Regions from separate parts of the Mus musculus genome. Here region 2 is linked to region 1. The links are chromatin contacts, called in public Hi-C maps. All regions are on one chromosome and are shown on one strand. Each heading gives the region's core, a stretch centred on a gene start, on an enhancer-like site or on the middle of the called end of the contact. The rest is flanking DNA. Distances are from core to core; before and after follow the strand shown.

Region 1 (7,492 bases), core at 3,300-5,799:
TTTTTTTTTTTCTGTTATAGTTGTTGGAGGGACATTAAGGAGGTTTCAGACAGAGTCTCTCTATGTATCTCTGACTGTTGTGGAATCATGATGTAGAAGAGGCTGGACTCGAACTCAGAGATCCTCCAGCCTCTGCTTCTTGAGTGCTGGGATGCCGGGGTTAAAGGCATGAGCCACCACACCAGCTCTGCCTAGGTTCTGACAACTGTCATGTGAAAGGCTGTTCATTCACAAGGCAGAAGTGGAGTCACAAAGAGGGCCAGGGCTCTTCTCTGGGTCACAGGGCAAGCCGGTATGCATTCTCTTCTCTGTTAACTCCTAAAAGAGGCTCACCCCAGAGTTCCGTCCTGGAAACACAGGCAGCAGATGCCTAGATAACAAAGCTGCCTGTCACCCACTGTTCTCAGCTGCCTCACAAAAGAGTGAGCCCCTGAGCCCTGAGAACCCTGGGGAGCCACAAGTGGATGGAGACCAGAAGCTAAGCCTTAGGAAGTGCCTGGTTACTTGATTCTACTGAGGCCCTGTCAGAAGAGTCATTTGCATCTGCAGATGGCTCACTGATAGCCTCTGAGCAGGAAACAGGGCCACCCTTGTTATACAAGCCTGATCACTGATAGAGAAGAAGGAAGCACATGTACAGAGGCCACAGCGCCGCCTCCGCAGACAGCACTCTGACCCACCTACCCAAAACCCCGACTGCACGACCTCAACTCGGACTTGTGTTAACTTCAGCCCACGGCCCAGGAGCCTGCCTCCTGTATCTCTAGACAGACCCGTTAAGGCTTTGTCTTCCTCTGGGATAGAACATAGAACCTGGGTCACCAAGGGCATCAAAGCTAAGCTATCTGGGCAGTGTCTGTCTCCTCTTGGGATAATTATTGGCAAAGTGGGGATGAGAATCCCAGCCCAGTCCTGGAGCATATGAGAGCAGGATCCCCAAGTGACAGAACTGGAGAGAGGACTAGCACTGTCACCATGTCCAGCTGAGAACTGACGCAGTCCTCAGGGATAACTTTGCCACCACTGGAGGGAACCAGTTCATGGCAGTATCAGGCTGACCCGTGAGAAAGGGGGACTGGGGTGACTTCCAGCCCAGTGTACCCCTTTTCTAGCCAAGGATAGAGACAAGTGCACCAGAGTTAGAAGTGGCCCGATTCAATCTGATGCAATAAAGCCATCATGTGGGTGGAGAGCATTTCCATCCGCACTGGGTGACTCGGGGAGGGTGGGGTCACCATCTAATGATGAGAAAACAGAAACCCAGAGAACCCGGAGACTCGACCAGCACATAACTTTCTTGGCTCTTCTGCTTGGGGGAGGGGTCCCACAAACTCCCACAACATCTATGAACATCCTGAAAGCAATGTGTGAGTCCTGGGGCTTGACCTAACAAATGAGGCCAAAGTCGTGGGCAGCATAAGCCTCTTTCTCCCTGGAGGTTGACCACCATGGGTTTGGACAGACCACTGACAGGGGGCTTCCCTACCTTGAGAGACAGACTTTGGGCCAGGTGCCTAGGACAGAGGGAGACAACTGAATGAATACTTACTGGTCCTTGAAGAAGCTGGGCTGGGACCAAAAACATCTGACCACAAATCAGACACACCAGGCCATAGAACCATGTGAGAAGCTAAAGAGAGCAACACCCACCATCTTGGGATAGATGTTCCTGGCGTGTAGTGCTCCCTGGCATGTAGTCCTCCCGTGAAGCTCCCACCTCTGCCCAGCAAAGGCTTTTCACAACAGGCCTGACAACATAGCCCTCTCAGCCTCTCACAAACAAAATCAATGATAATACAACAACAACACAGTTGTGGAGGTAAGAACTATACAAGGAGTCGCAGCCAAGCCCTGCTGTATGTCTGTCTGTCTGTCTGTGTGTCTGTATCTGTGTCGACTCATGCAGGAGGTACTGTAATACTCTACCCCTGAGCTACACTCCAGGTCCTCTTTTTTACTTTTTATTTTGAGACAGGGTCTATCTTGGTTAATTTTATGTCAACTTGATACAAGCTAGAGTCATTTGGGAAGAACATTTCTCAAGAAAATACCTCCCTAAGATTTGCCTATAGCTAAGTCTGTAGTACATTTTCTTGTTTAGTGATTGAAGTGGCAGAGCCAGCCATCCCTGGGCTGGTAGTCCTGGGGTGTAAAAGAAAGCAGGCCGTGGAGCAAGCCATGAGGTACAAGCCAAGAACAGCCTGCTCCTCTATGCTCCCCACCACCACCACCATCAGCTCCTGCCTTGACTTCCTTTGAAGATGGACTTTGATGTGGAAGTGTAAACAGAATAAACCCTTTCGTCCCTGGGCTACTTTTGGTCACAGTGTTTTAGCGTAGCAATAAGAAACCTAATGAAGACAGGGTCTCACCAAGTAGCCCAGGCTGGCCTTGAACTGCCTTAACCTCCCAGCTAGCTGAAATGGCAGATCTGTGCCATTGGCCTGGATCCTTCTTATAACTTTTTTCTTTTATTTTTTTTTCTAGGCTTACTTATTTTCTTTTACATGTATGAACATTTTGCTTGTGTGTATGTCTATGTACCATGTGCATGTCTACAGATGGGAACGAGCCACTATGTTCGTGCTGGAAACAGAAACTGGGTCTCTCAAGAACATCAAGTTCTCTTAACCACCACACCGTCTCCCTGTCTCCTCTTATCGTTTCTTTTTCCCCTGCACTGGGTATTGAACCCAAGGCCCTGTGCACGCTGCGCATGCACCTACCGATCGAGTTATATCCCCAGGCCCTGTTCCCTATCTTGCCGGGGTGGGGGAACTCCCTATTCTCCTGCCCACTTGCAAAGCCCACAGAAATGGAGGACAGAAGAAGGCTGCTCTGTGTGTCAACCTTATCCAGCAGTGGCTTCTCTCTAGAGGTGGAGGCAGCAGTGCAGCCGCCCTGCTCTCCAGAAGTATCAGGGGCCTGTGACATATGCAAGCTGTGTCAGGAAATGGGGCTGGAGGTGGGCACAGGATCCAGCTTCCCTTTGAATGCCAGCAGACTGTGAGGTCCTCCTCTAGAACCAGGGGGATCCCTGTGCTATGCACGGTGTGTGAGGACATTGATGAGCTGATATAGTTGGATGCTAACAGCCTAAAGGATGGGGCCAGCAGACCGACTGGGCGAGGACAAGGTAGCAGACCAGAAGGAGCAGAGAAAGATGCCCTCAAAAGCACCTTCCCACACACTGCCTGCAGAAGAGGCAACTAGCGGGGTAGAAGTCTGTGGTACTGTGGCTGGAGAAGAGGCTGGATCCGGAAGTGGCGGAGGACCAGGGAAGAAAAGAAGGATGAGTCTGAGAGCACAGGGAAGTGGTTGGGGGTGGGGGTGGGGGGGTGGGGGTGGGGGTGGGGAGTTCCTCCCGGCACTGTTACTCTGCCGCTCCCTCCCCTTTTACCCATCCTAAAGCACTTGCCCATCTTCCAGCCCAGCTCCCTTGCCTGATGGGAAGACTGCATCCAGGCTCAGCCAGCTCTGTGCCCCTCAGCACCGGAACAAGCAGCCCAGCCTGCGGACAGGACTCAGGCAGATGAACTGATGCTGTACACTTGCAGGGTGGGTGGGTGGGAGGAAATGGTGCTCCAGTGCTCCCTTGGCCACCGTGAGGAAGTGCCTGCCTGCTGTGCCTTGTGCTCCCTGCACTAGCAGGGGCCTCCCCAGGGGCAGCCACTTGCAGGCGAAGCTGACTAAGCCTGCTGGGTAATCCAGGCTGAGCACCTGATACTGAGTCTCTTGCACAGCCCAACTCCATAATAAAAATGCCCCTCCCACCTCCCACCAAAACCACCCTGCCTCTCGTGGTGGTATCCATACCTTTTTCACCAGAGTGGGTGTCGTGGGTTATAATTTACTCCTGGGAGGCCGAGCCCTGGCCAAGAGTAAGCCCAGAGCATTAGTGTCCGAGGTAGATCAAGGTGGGGGATAGAGGGGGATCCCAGCAGAAAGACCTCTGAAGCTCAGTAACCCAGAAACAGAATTCTACTTATCTACACATGCCCTCCCCCCTTCCAGCCCCACAGAGCTAACCTGGAATCCCACGTGTACACATGGCCTCCCAGATCCTCTCCTACCATGACATTTTCAAAAGATCTGGAGGTTTAGAGGGATTTTACCAACCCTGGGCCTAAGCGGTTAGGTTTTGTTCCCCCATAAAAAGCTCAACCATGGATAAAGCAAAGCTTCTTCCATAACACAGCCTGGCCAACTTGGTGCCCTTCCCTTTCCTGCCTGGGGGATGGACATACTGACCAAAAGACAACCTCACGGCCCCCACCCCCAGCCCCAAACATTGTAATTTCTCTTTTCATGATTATCTCTGGAAAGATACCATGTCTGGGAGATAGTCAAGACCAGTACACCAGACAAGGTCAAAGGAGGGTGATGTCACCCACATTGCCGAGGACACAGTTCTCTTGCCTCCTCAAGTTTACGTCAAGGGAGCCCTAAATACAGACTCACCTTCCGCAATGCATCTTCCCAGGGCCATGGAGAGTCTCAGGCAGCCCCAGCCAGGAGGTGACTTACTGCCAACTGTCCTTGGGTGCACTGCAAAGCCCCTTACCTGATCCAGGAGATAAGAGAGATGAGTCTCTCAGCAGGCTGACACGGCCCACCCACATCAAAAACCACAAGACATCACAGAGCTACTGTCCTCCACAGAGCTCAGAGATGCCTGTCGCCACCTGCTGCAAGCCAAAGAATGGTGAGGACGGATAAGCTCTCACTCTGTGACACTGAGCATTGCCACGCACGGATGGCAGACATTTATCTCCTGAGTGACAGAGTATGCACATCCTCCCGGGCAATGCCACTGGGTCAGCACAGGAGGCAAGGTCGGAGAGCAGAGCAGTGCTTGAGCAGGACCTAGCCTAGGGTTTTCCCCTTCGAGGTTCTTCTGAGACGAAAGCACTGGCAGTCACTGAGTGCTAAATATAAAGAGAGACTAAGTCAAGGAAAACCAGTAATGCATCATGATGGTGCACACCTTTAGTCCCAGCACTCAGAAGGCAGGGGCAGGCAGATCTCTGTGAGCTCAAGGCCAGCCTCATCTACATAGTTGGTTCCAGGACAGCCAAGGCTATGTTACACAGAAAAACCCTGTCTCAAAGCAGCCCCCTCCAAGAAGAAAGAAAGAAAGAAGAGAAGAAAAGAGAAGAGAAGAGAAGAGAAGAGAAGAGAAGAGAAGAGAAGAGAAGAGAAAGGAGGGAGGGAGAGAGGGAGGGAGGGAGGGAGGAAAGAAGGAAGGAAGGAAGGAAGGAAGGAAGGAAGGAAGGAAGGAAGGAAGGAAGGGAAGAAAAAGAAAGAGAGGGGGGAGCTGGAGAGATGGCTCAGTGGTTAAGAGCACTGACTCCTCTTCCAGAGGTTCTGAGTTCAATTCCCAGCAACCACATCACATGGTGGCTCACAACCATCTGTAATGGGATCTGATGCCCCCTTCTGGTGAGTCTGAGGCTAGCTACTGTGTACTCAGTGCAACCCTGTCTCATATATATGTATACATCTAAGTCTTCTGGTGATCTTAAAAATTATAAATGATTAACATTATTAAGACTGTAGATTCTGCTCTATTTCTCTGGAAACCGGTAATTTTTATATTTTTGAGACAAGATCTCTAGACTACATATAAATTATATATATATATATATATGTATATATATATATATATATATATATATATATATACTCATTATATACACATACAGGTGGCAGCGCACACCTGTGATCCCAGTACTCTGAGAACTGAAGCAAGAGGATGACAAGTTCCAAACCATCCTTGGTCACTCATCTTTAAAAAACAAAACAAGGGTCTGAGGCTGTCCCTGAGGCTGGGGCTGTCGCTTGGCTGGAAGCGTGCTTACCCAGCATGCTTGAAGCCCTGCTGCAATCCCTAGTGCCACATAAAACAGATGTGGGCCATGCTTATAGTCCCAGAACTCAGGAGGCAGGAGTGAGCTTCAGGCCATCCGAGGCTAGAGATCCTAACTCAAAAATACAGAAACAAAAAATCATCATTCTCCAGAAAAAAAAAAGCAGAAAAATATTAGTCATTCATAATTCTCAAAATAAAAACAAGACTATTAGATATAGAAAAAAAGAGCTGGCTGGACATTGGTGATAAACACCTTTAATCCCAGGGTTTGGAAGGCAGGAGCAGGCAGATTTCTGTGAATTCAGGGGCCAACCTGGTCTACAGAGTGAGCTCCAGGACAGCCAGGGTCACTGAGAAACTCTATAGTCCTGCATGTGGGAGCCAGAGTCAGGAGGCTGAGAAATGCAATATTATTCTCCTCTACATAGTGTCCAGCCCGGGCTACAAGACCCTGTCTCGAAAATAAGAAAGAAGGAAATGATTGAGAGAGATAAGAGGAAAATGTGAAGCACTCCAGAGTTTTGATGTAAACGTTCTTCGAGGACTACGCTCCTTATTCTTTTTCCTCATTACTATTAGTATCACTAGCTTGTTGCTTCTTGAAACCTCAGTATGTATGAACGAAGCCGTCTGAGCTCTCAATCCGTTGAGACCCATTTCTTTTACTTCCTTTTCTACTGCTCATCGCCTAACACACACTGGGATTTTTATGTAAGACAGGTAGCACATGCACAGATATCACCCAGGGGCTCCCAAGGCTCAGAGCCAATAGAACAACTGATCCACTCTCAAGGGGGGTCTGTAGTCAGAATTTGGGCTTTTTGAAACACAGAAGCAGTATAGTAATGTTTTCATTTTAACCCCAGGCGTGGGGCTGCTTCAGGCTGTCCACAGCAGCTGAGCATGATTCGACCATGCTTTGGCAGGGCTGTGGTTTCACCAGCTGCAGATGTTTTCTGTGAGTGTGTGACATTTAGAATTCTAGGGACTTTTCAGAAGGTCTATAAATGCTAGGACCCTGATACAGGGAATTCTGGTTGGCTGGTTTGTGGTTGGATGCTGTTGGTCATGTTTTGTTGGGGTTTATCAAGTAGTTATGTGCGAAGAGACGAAAAGGAGAAATTACATATCCTGATGGCCAAGATCAAACTTGCCCCAAGGACCTCGAAGCCCCTAATCAGCAGGAAGTAGTGTAATGATACCATTACTCTTTCTCCTCTCCCCTTTTTTCACTCCTACCTAGTGCTAGAGGGTTGAAAGGGTGGAAGAAGAAAAAAAAAAAAGAACCTAGGAAGTAGCCAAAAGTCAAGCTACAAGGATACTAGGTTAGCTTGCCTAATACCGTCCGGGTATTTGAACAATGGCTGTATGCACAGCCTGAGAACTGGTAGGAGCTCAGTGGTCCAAGCTGGATGCCTTAGCAGTTCTGTTCTGGTGCTAACGGCCATGAGAATCCCTAGAGAACCACTTATCCTCAGTCCATGTTGTAAGCTGAAGAAGTTGAGTCCCAGCATTGTGGGAGGATGGCCGGAGTGCTGACAGGACAGAGTGGATAACCTTGCCAACAAAACACAAAAGCAAGCCGGCAAAAGGCAAAACCTTTCCCCTCCGACTGCTTTA
Region 2 (7,492 bases), core at 1,826-4,325, 350 kb after region 1:
TGGAAACAGTCAGTCTCCTGGGGCAGACTGGCTAGACAGACTAGCCAAAACCATGAGTGACGTAGAAAGACACCCAACCCCAGACCTTCACATGCATGCATAAACACGCATGTCCACATACATGTTAACACATGCACACACACCATACATGCTTTAAAAAAAGCAAGCCCATCTTAGACTTGTTCACATGCAGGACTAGGGATATAATTCAGTGGCAGAGCCCTTGCTGGACATGCCTGAGCCTTAGATCTGAGCCCTAGCACACCCGCACAGAAGCCAGGAAGGTGGGGGTGGGGCCCACAGTTCCCCACCTTCCACTCTGCCAGTTTAACCACCCTACAGAAAGAAAAGGCTGCTTTTCTGGTAACCTTAGGAAAATGAAATCCAAAACAAACAAGAAAGTATTCAGGGACAGTTTGCCCACCTAGGATCACATGCCCAAGTAGCTAAACCAGCAGCTCCGACAAGGTTGGCTGTGACCTGTGGCCCTGACTGTTTGGGTTGCGTGTGTACCTGGACCAGGGTAGGATCGGCCCTTCTGGATCCTGGGCTGAGAGTGAGGCAGTTCCCAAAGAGAGTAGAGTTTTGTGGGAACAGTACAGAGTGGGGTGCCCCAGTACAGAGTGGGGTGCCCCAGGACTCATTTCCAGACAGCTGCAGAGGCTACGAGGCCCTAGTCTTCTGCACCCCATTCTCCTTCAGTCATTGAGCTCAGGCTTGGGTCTCTGCATTCTTTTTTATGGACTCAGTTTCTCCATCTGGAGAATGGGAATCAGGGAGTTTATGAGCTGTGGCTAAAGTAAAGGCCTTGCTGCATTCTGGGATATCAGCCATTTCTTAAGAAGGGAGAGAACCAAGCCCAAAAATGGGACCCATCTGGGGACTGTCCCCTCCCTGACTTTCATGTTACCAGGTCTCAGTAATCCCTCAGTTTATGAACTGGCTGGCTGTATCCCTGGGGTAGGGCAGGGCTTCTGGCTGGCCTAGAAGAGTGGCCCCACCTCCTCGAGGCAGGGTCCCAGGCTGTCACAACTGGGAGGATTGTTCCCACAGAGTGTCTGAGCCAGAAAACACAAGTGGCCACTGTCTCTGCTTTCAAGGGTGTGGGCTCTGAGGTTAGAGACCGCCAGCGAGCAGCAGGGCTGAGGATCCCCCTCGCCCCTGGTCTTGCCATACAACTGACAGATGGATTTTTTGAAGCCTTGATGCTGCATGCGAATGGAAATCCTGCCTGCTCTCTTCAGCGTGTACTTCATTTGTTCAGACCCTCAGCCCTTTCTCCAGGGTCTCCCCATAGCAGAGAGAGAGAGAGAGAGAGAGCGAGCGAGCTTGGGCATCGTGCCCCACCCTTCAACTGTACAGAGGGGATCTGGAGCCCCAGACAGAACTCATGCTGACTGCATCGGCAGCTCTGGAAAGCAATTAGGTTCAAGGACTTTGAAACACTGGGGTGGGGCGGGAGGGGGGTGCAGGGGGAGTCCTGTTGGCTACAGCTGTATGGTGCTGTATGGTGATTTCACCCTTCTCAATATGTGGCTTCTCTTTTTATGGAGACGGGGGTCTCACTCTGTTGGCCAGGCTGGCCTGGAGCTCCTGGGGCCAAGTGATGCTCCTGCCTCTCTGCCTTCCAGGGAGTTGGTACTACAGCCACACACCTGACTGACCGTCCATTTTCTCATACATTAAACAAGCAGCAAGCAAACAAACAAGCAACCCCTAGAAGGCCTAACATTGTCTTTGAACCCAAGATCCAAGTGCTCTAGACTCCATGCTCCCCTCTCCAGGCCTCGGTCTGCTGTCTGGGAAGTAGGCATGTGGCCAGTGCCTGCCTCGGTGTCTGTGGGAGGCTCAGTGCCTGCACCTGTCGGGGCCCCTGGCTGTGAGGGGTTGGTTCTGGCTGTGCTTGCCATTGGTCTTCAGCTTAGAGCAGCTAAACCTTCTGGATGTGATTTGGTGCTCTGAGCAGTCTGGCTTGTGACAGGTCCGGCCTTCAAAACTCACACGCCTGTCTGAATCTCAGCCTCCTCTGTTGACTGAGAATGGTATTTGCCCTCCAGGTCTGGGTGGCACTGGGCAGCACTGGCTGGTTGGGGTTGCAACATCCTCTGCTGCTCTTTGGGACTGGGCTGTTGTTTCAGCCAGGCTCTTAAGGAATTTGGTTTTGGCACAGTCACTGCGTGGCCCCTCCCTGGTGGGCTCTGGCTTCTGAAGTCTGAGAAAGGCACTGGGCACCGATTGAGCCGTCTTGGTGTTGATATTGGCTCCTTGCTGGAGGCCCGGCCCTTTGGTCAATGCGCCTTTTACAGTGTAAGGCAAAGCAGGTTCCGTGCACTCGTGGAAAACAGTCCTCATTCCTCCAGGGAACTCAGGAAAAGGTGTCACACAGCCTGGGCAGTGATTAATAGGTGGCTTTTGCCTAGCTTATGGTGGCTGAGAAGGTGCTGTGGTCACCTGACCCTCAATCTGCCACCCCCAAAGGCCCACCCTTCCTCTCTGCCTCTCCAAAGGAAAGGCAGAGAGGAAGAGAGAGGGGGACTCTAACTGCTTATCTCATGGATTTATGTGGGGGAGGGGCGCTTTTCCAGACAGGGTTTCTCTGTGTAGCCCTGGTTGTTATGGAACTCACTCTGTAGTGAGTTAGGTTGGCTTCCAACTCAAAGATCTACCTGCCTGTGCCCTGCCTAGTGCTGGGATTAAATGCATGTGACAACACTCCTCACCTCTCTAGAGGACTTTTAAGCTGTTCTGAACAAGCATTCAAAATTGAGGGAAAAAGGACCCCTCCGCACATCCTGCTGACCTGGGCTGGGCTCTGGAGGTTTCCTGACTTCTACTCCGAAAAGAATTTTGGTGGGGGAGGGCCTGTCACCAGGCGCATGCAGGCTTAGTAGCTGGACTGCTAACCGCACTGCCCCGAAGTGTGATTGAGATGGTGCCTGAGCTATCACACCTAAGAAGTGTCAGCCAAGGGGGAATGGACTCTGTCCCCCATAAACGAGGAGCTGTTCTCATCCTGCAGGGGGTTTGGGGCTCTTAGCAGCTTAGATAGGAAGACCTGAGATGAGAACAGCCAGGCAAATGCTGGTTGGAACCTTCACACCACTTCCTCCTCAAAGGTGCGGTTGGTGCCTTCTGAGGCCACACCCATCGCAGCCACCCTGGTCCCTCTCTGCAGGATCGGTGACACCTCTCCATCCTGATTTTAATTCCTGAGGGCAGGGAGCAGGTAGCTGTCTGAGTGTTTGGTCACCCTAAATGGGCCTGGCCCGAGGCATAGCGAGTGAAGTCACCTGGTTGTAAAGGCTTCTCTGTGATTGGATGAACTTGTATAGTGTGCAACAGCGGTTCTCAACCTGTTGGTCATGACCCCTTTTGGTGGGGGGTCAAATGACCCTTTCGCAGGGGTCATCCAAGACCATGGGGAAAACACAGATAAGAAAAAACTTATGATTCATACCACCAGCAAAATTACAATTATGAAACAGCAGTGATGTAATTCTATGGCTGGAGTCACCACAACAGGAGGAAGTCTATTAAAAGGTGGCAGTGTTGGGAAGGTTGAGAACCACTGGTCTGGGGAATGTAGAGAATCTGCGAAGATAGATGACCCAGGTGTAGGTCCTAGGCATGTCTCCTCTCTGAACTCGGACTTGCTTTGCTGGAGAATCTGAGGTGTGGGTCGCCGTGCTTGATCCTGTGAGGGAACTTGTGTTGTCACTCAGGGGCTGGAGATGCACAGAAAGGACTGTCCTGGGTGGGGTGTGTACAGTTGTCACTAAAGGTCAGAGTGGGTGTGGTGCACGGCACCCCAGAAAGGCGCTGGTGGAGCACCCACTGCCCCTGTGTTAGTGACAAGCAGCTGCTGGCTTCTAGGGCTGTGTCAACACTGTGAACTCTGCCCTCGTGAGCACCAGGGTAGAGAGGCTGAAGGTTGTTAGCAACATCTCTGGTAGCTTGGGGGGGGGGGGGTGGCACTGAGGTAGTTGTGAGTCTTGTGTCTAGTTTCCAGGTCCCTCTTGTGTGGTGGAGTGGCAGGACCCAACTGTTTACAGGCTTATTTCGCTCTTTTTCGAATTTTGGCAAAGCAGAGTTAATATCCTGTTCATCACTTTAGCTTTCGAGGCCTACAGTTCTTTTGGTTTTTTTTTTTTTTTTTTTTTTTTTTTTTGGTTATATCTTACTTCCTTATCAGACACACAGAATGTTCTCTCTGGTCTGAGCTCCCCAGTGTTGACACCTCACGTGCTCTGGCCATTGTCGGGAGCGTCTGTGTCCCCTTGGACATCGGACTCTGTTTTCACACTTGTGTGGGGGCCTGGGAAGCCTTCTGGGGCTGTCTCCTGCCCAGCCTGCCCTGTAACCTTCCACATCTCCCCTTTGCAGGCCAAAAACAAGGAGACCGGTGCCCTGGCAGCAGCCAAAGTCATAGAGACCAAGAGCGAGGAGGAGCTGGAGGACTACATCGTGGAGATAGAGATCCTGGCCACCTGTGACCACCCGTATATCGTGAAGCTCCTGGGGGCCTATTACTATGATGGGAAGCTCTGGGTAAGAGAGCGCCAGCCTGGGCGCCATGTCAGCATCTGCTGTGTGGGCAGGGCTGCAGCGGGGAGAAGGTGAAGTGGGCTCCCTGGTAAAGCCTTTGGGTGTGAGAGAGTTCTGACATCCTCTCGAGCCTGAACATGGCGCTCCATGAGGAATTCTTACCTTGTGGTGCCTTGGACATGGAATACTCCAAAGTCCAGTGAGTGAGTTCTGGACAGGTGCCCAGAGGCCAGACATGGACAGGGCACCTGAGAGCTGATCTGGTGTCATTTGCAGGAGTCACAGATCTCCTGCTTCTGTACTCCCCCACTGTGAGCCTTTGGCTCCTGCAAGGGCCATGGGACGCCACTGGCTTCATGGGTCGAGACTGCCCTACAGATAGCTCTGTCACCAGCCTGCCTCATGCTGATACCTCTCAGCTGGCAAAACCCAGATGCCCTACAGTGGGCAGCTTGCTGAACCTGTGTTCTGCCAACTTTGTCTCTCTGCTCTCTCCTTTCTCGTGTGTGTGTGTGTGTGTGTGTGTGTGTGTGCGTGTCTGTGTGTGTGTGTGTATGTGTGTGTGTGTGTCTGTGTGTGTGTGTCTGTGTGTGTGTGTGTATGTGTGTGTGTGTGTGTGTTTATGTGTGTGTATGTGTGTGTATGTGTGTGTGTGTGTGTGTGTGTGTGTGTGTGTGTGTGTATGTGTGTGTTTCCAATGGGGAGGATTAAATCCAGTGTCTTGTATATGCCAAGTACTTTGCCACTGAGCTATATCCCAGACTGATAGTCTATATATACAGATACATATATGTAAAAACACACATATGTAAATAATCCCCCTCCAAACTCTAGACACTAAGGAAGCAAAGTGATGTGTGTGCAAGAAATATCTCAAGTAAATTCTGGGTACAGCTCGTACTGTCAGAATCCTGCAGACATTTGGAGACACGGCTGAGTGCCCTCAGGCACCTCCGCCATCACTGGGGCTGTGTGAGCCCAGGTCTTGCCACTGTTGATGGGAGGGTCGGTTCAGAAGTGTACATTGATCAGAAAGGATGTTTTAGGCATGGTACACACTGCTGTGGTGATTTCGTGTCCTTGGAGGTCTTTCCATGTCTAGTTAGGTCTCAGAACACTGGGAACTTGCTACTGGCCCGTGGTGGTTTGCTTTCTTCATGCCCAGTGGGAAGCAAGAGTCTTGGCTTTTAATGACAGAATGCCCGACTCACTGGTGCGAATGAAGAAAACTGGTTCATTGGAGAAAGAGATCCTGCTGCTCGGGAAGAAGGAGAAGTTCACTAGGCCTCATGATTGCTCATCTCCCAGGCAGGAATAGAGCCAGCAAGAGGAAGAAGTCTGGCCAAGGGACAGGGAGTTGGTCCTCCCCTCCCGGCTGGTGTTAGACTCTCATGCCCACAGCTAGGGGCTGCCTGAGGAGGGGCTTTTTGAACACAAGACATTTAGTTGGCGCATAGCTCTGGGGGTTCAGGGCCATTGTGCCAGGATTGGCTGGGCTCTCTGCATGGACTGGGGTCAGTAGGAATCCAGAGGGCTTTGCTGAAGAAAATCACATGGTGGTACTGACAGCCAGAGCGCATCTCAGGTTTCGGGTGACTTCATGACTAGTCTCCACTCTCTGCTAACATCACTGCAATGGGGACCAGGCTTCCAGTGTTTGAACTCTTAGGGGACACACACAGGCCACGGCATAGCTCCCACTGCCCAGGCTCCCCCCACGCCCCACCCCAAGTCTCTGTGCCCTGTCACTTGCTTCCCCTATCACACACACATATAGATTGGAGAGCAGAAACTCTCAAATCTGTCACATTGTCCTCTGACCTCCACACATGCAGTGGCATGTACAGGTACAAACACACACACACACACACACACATAATAATGATGATAATATTTGTTTTTAATCAGATAGAGAAGAAATGAGACTGAGGTCACTGGAAAAAAGCACAAGATGAAACCTCCTTGAGGCTGTTGTCAGAGGGCCCACTGCTGACATTCAAAGTGCATTTTCTAGATGTTTCAGCCATAGTTTTAAAATAAGCTTGAGTACCATGCCTGCCTCTGTGTCTTTGCCATCTTGGTTGAGGCATGGTTGGTTCTGTCCCGTGTGAGGACGGCCATGGGGTCCTCTGTACCCACAAGAGCTGCCCTGCGGCTCTGGGGAGGCTCTGCAATGCTGTTTCCTTCTTGTTTGAAAAGATCTGAGAATTTTTTAGATTTTTTTAATGTCTGTTTCCAAACTGGCATCACAGAGCCACTTCCCATGTGAGCTGAAGTCCCCTGGCCTACTCTTCTGTGTACCATCATTTCATCAGCCCACCCTCCTACCGCCTGCCCACCATCACTGCATCTGCCCCTCCCCCAACATCCCTCTTTCTCCCTCCCCACCATCACTCCATCCCTCCCTCCCCTCCCCACATCACTACACACACCCCTCTCCTATCCACCATCTACTCATTCAAGAATCAGGTAGGCAATTACAACAAACTGGGGAAATCTCTCCTCTAGTCCTCAGATTAACAACATTCTTAGCTTTGGATTCATGAAAGCTGGGAACCTGTTTGTTTATATGTTCTAGAAGGATTTGCATAATAGTCACAAGATATTAGATCTCACACACATAGGTGGGCAATGAATGGCTTTTTAAGAAGGCCAAGATGGCCTAAGATAATTTGGCTCTGGAGCTGCAACATTCAAACTCCCCCATTCATCGACATCCCAGTGAGTTGGTTGGCTTTTGTTGAATGTTCAGTGTAAGTGTGACTTCCTTTGAGGACTTCAGTTCATAGAGTCAGAGCTGCTCTTGTACTGAGGCCTCTGGGGAGAGGTGCAGCTGGTACAGTAATTGGAGGCCATCTTGTGCAAGGCCTGGATGCCAGAGTGAGAAGTTCATAGCTGACCTCCTGGGATAGTCATATCAGTGATGGGGCTCCACCTGGCCCTCCCA

The links. A called contact is a pair of places that touch in the nucleus more often than the background predicts.
Region 2: a Hi-C map of the G1E-ER4 cell line shows a contact between it and region 1, with 4 times the contacts expected there. The contact joins the enhancer-like site here to the promoter of Il9r in region 1. A contact is called at or near these places in 1 of 39 promoter capture datasets (cranial neural crest), 2 of 484 Hi-C or Micro-C datasets (the G1E-ER4 cell line and fetal liver) and 1 of 115 datasets of contacts at active chromatin or transcription factors (pancreatic cancer cells).

Annotation. Positions count from the first base shown.
Region 1 is chr11:32,195,730-32,203,221 of GRCm38.p6, forward strand. It overlaps Il9r (interleukin 9 receptor), which reads right to left and starts at 4,550. Exons shown (of 9, transcript NM_001134458.1): 1 at 4,462-4,550. The coding sequence starts at 4,489.
Region 2 is chr11:32,550,741-32,558,232 of GRCm38.p6, forward strand. It overlaps Stk10 (serine/threonine kinase 10), which reads left to right. Exons shown (of 19, transcript NM_009288.2): 2 at 4,384-4,548. Among named protein-coding and RNA genes, the nearest start is that of Stk10, 21 kb to the left of the region's middle. Within about 2 kb of position 3,076, at least 165 of the 459 cell types and tissues checked have an H3K27ac peak or open chromatin away from gene starts, as enhancers often do. A contact at or near this core is called in the G1E-ER4 cell line and pancreatic cancer cells, where this site is marked.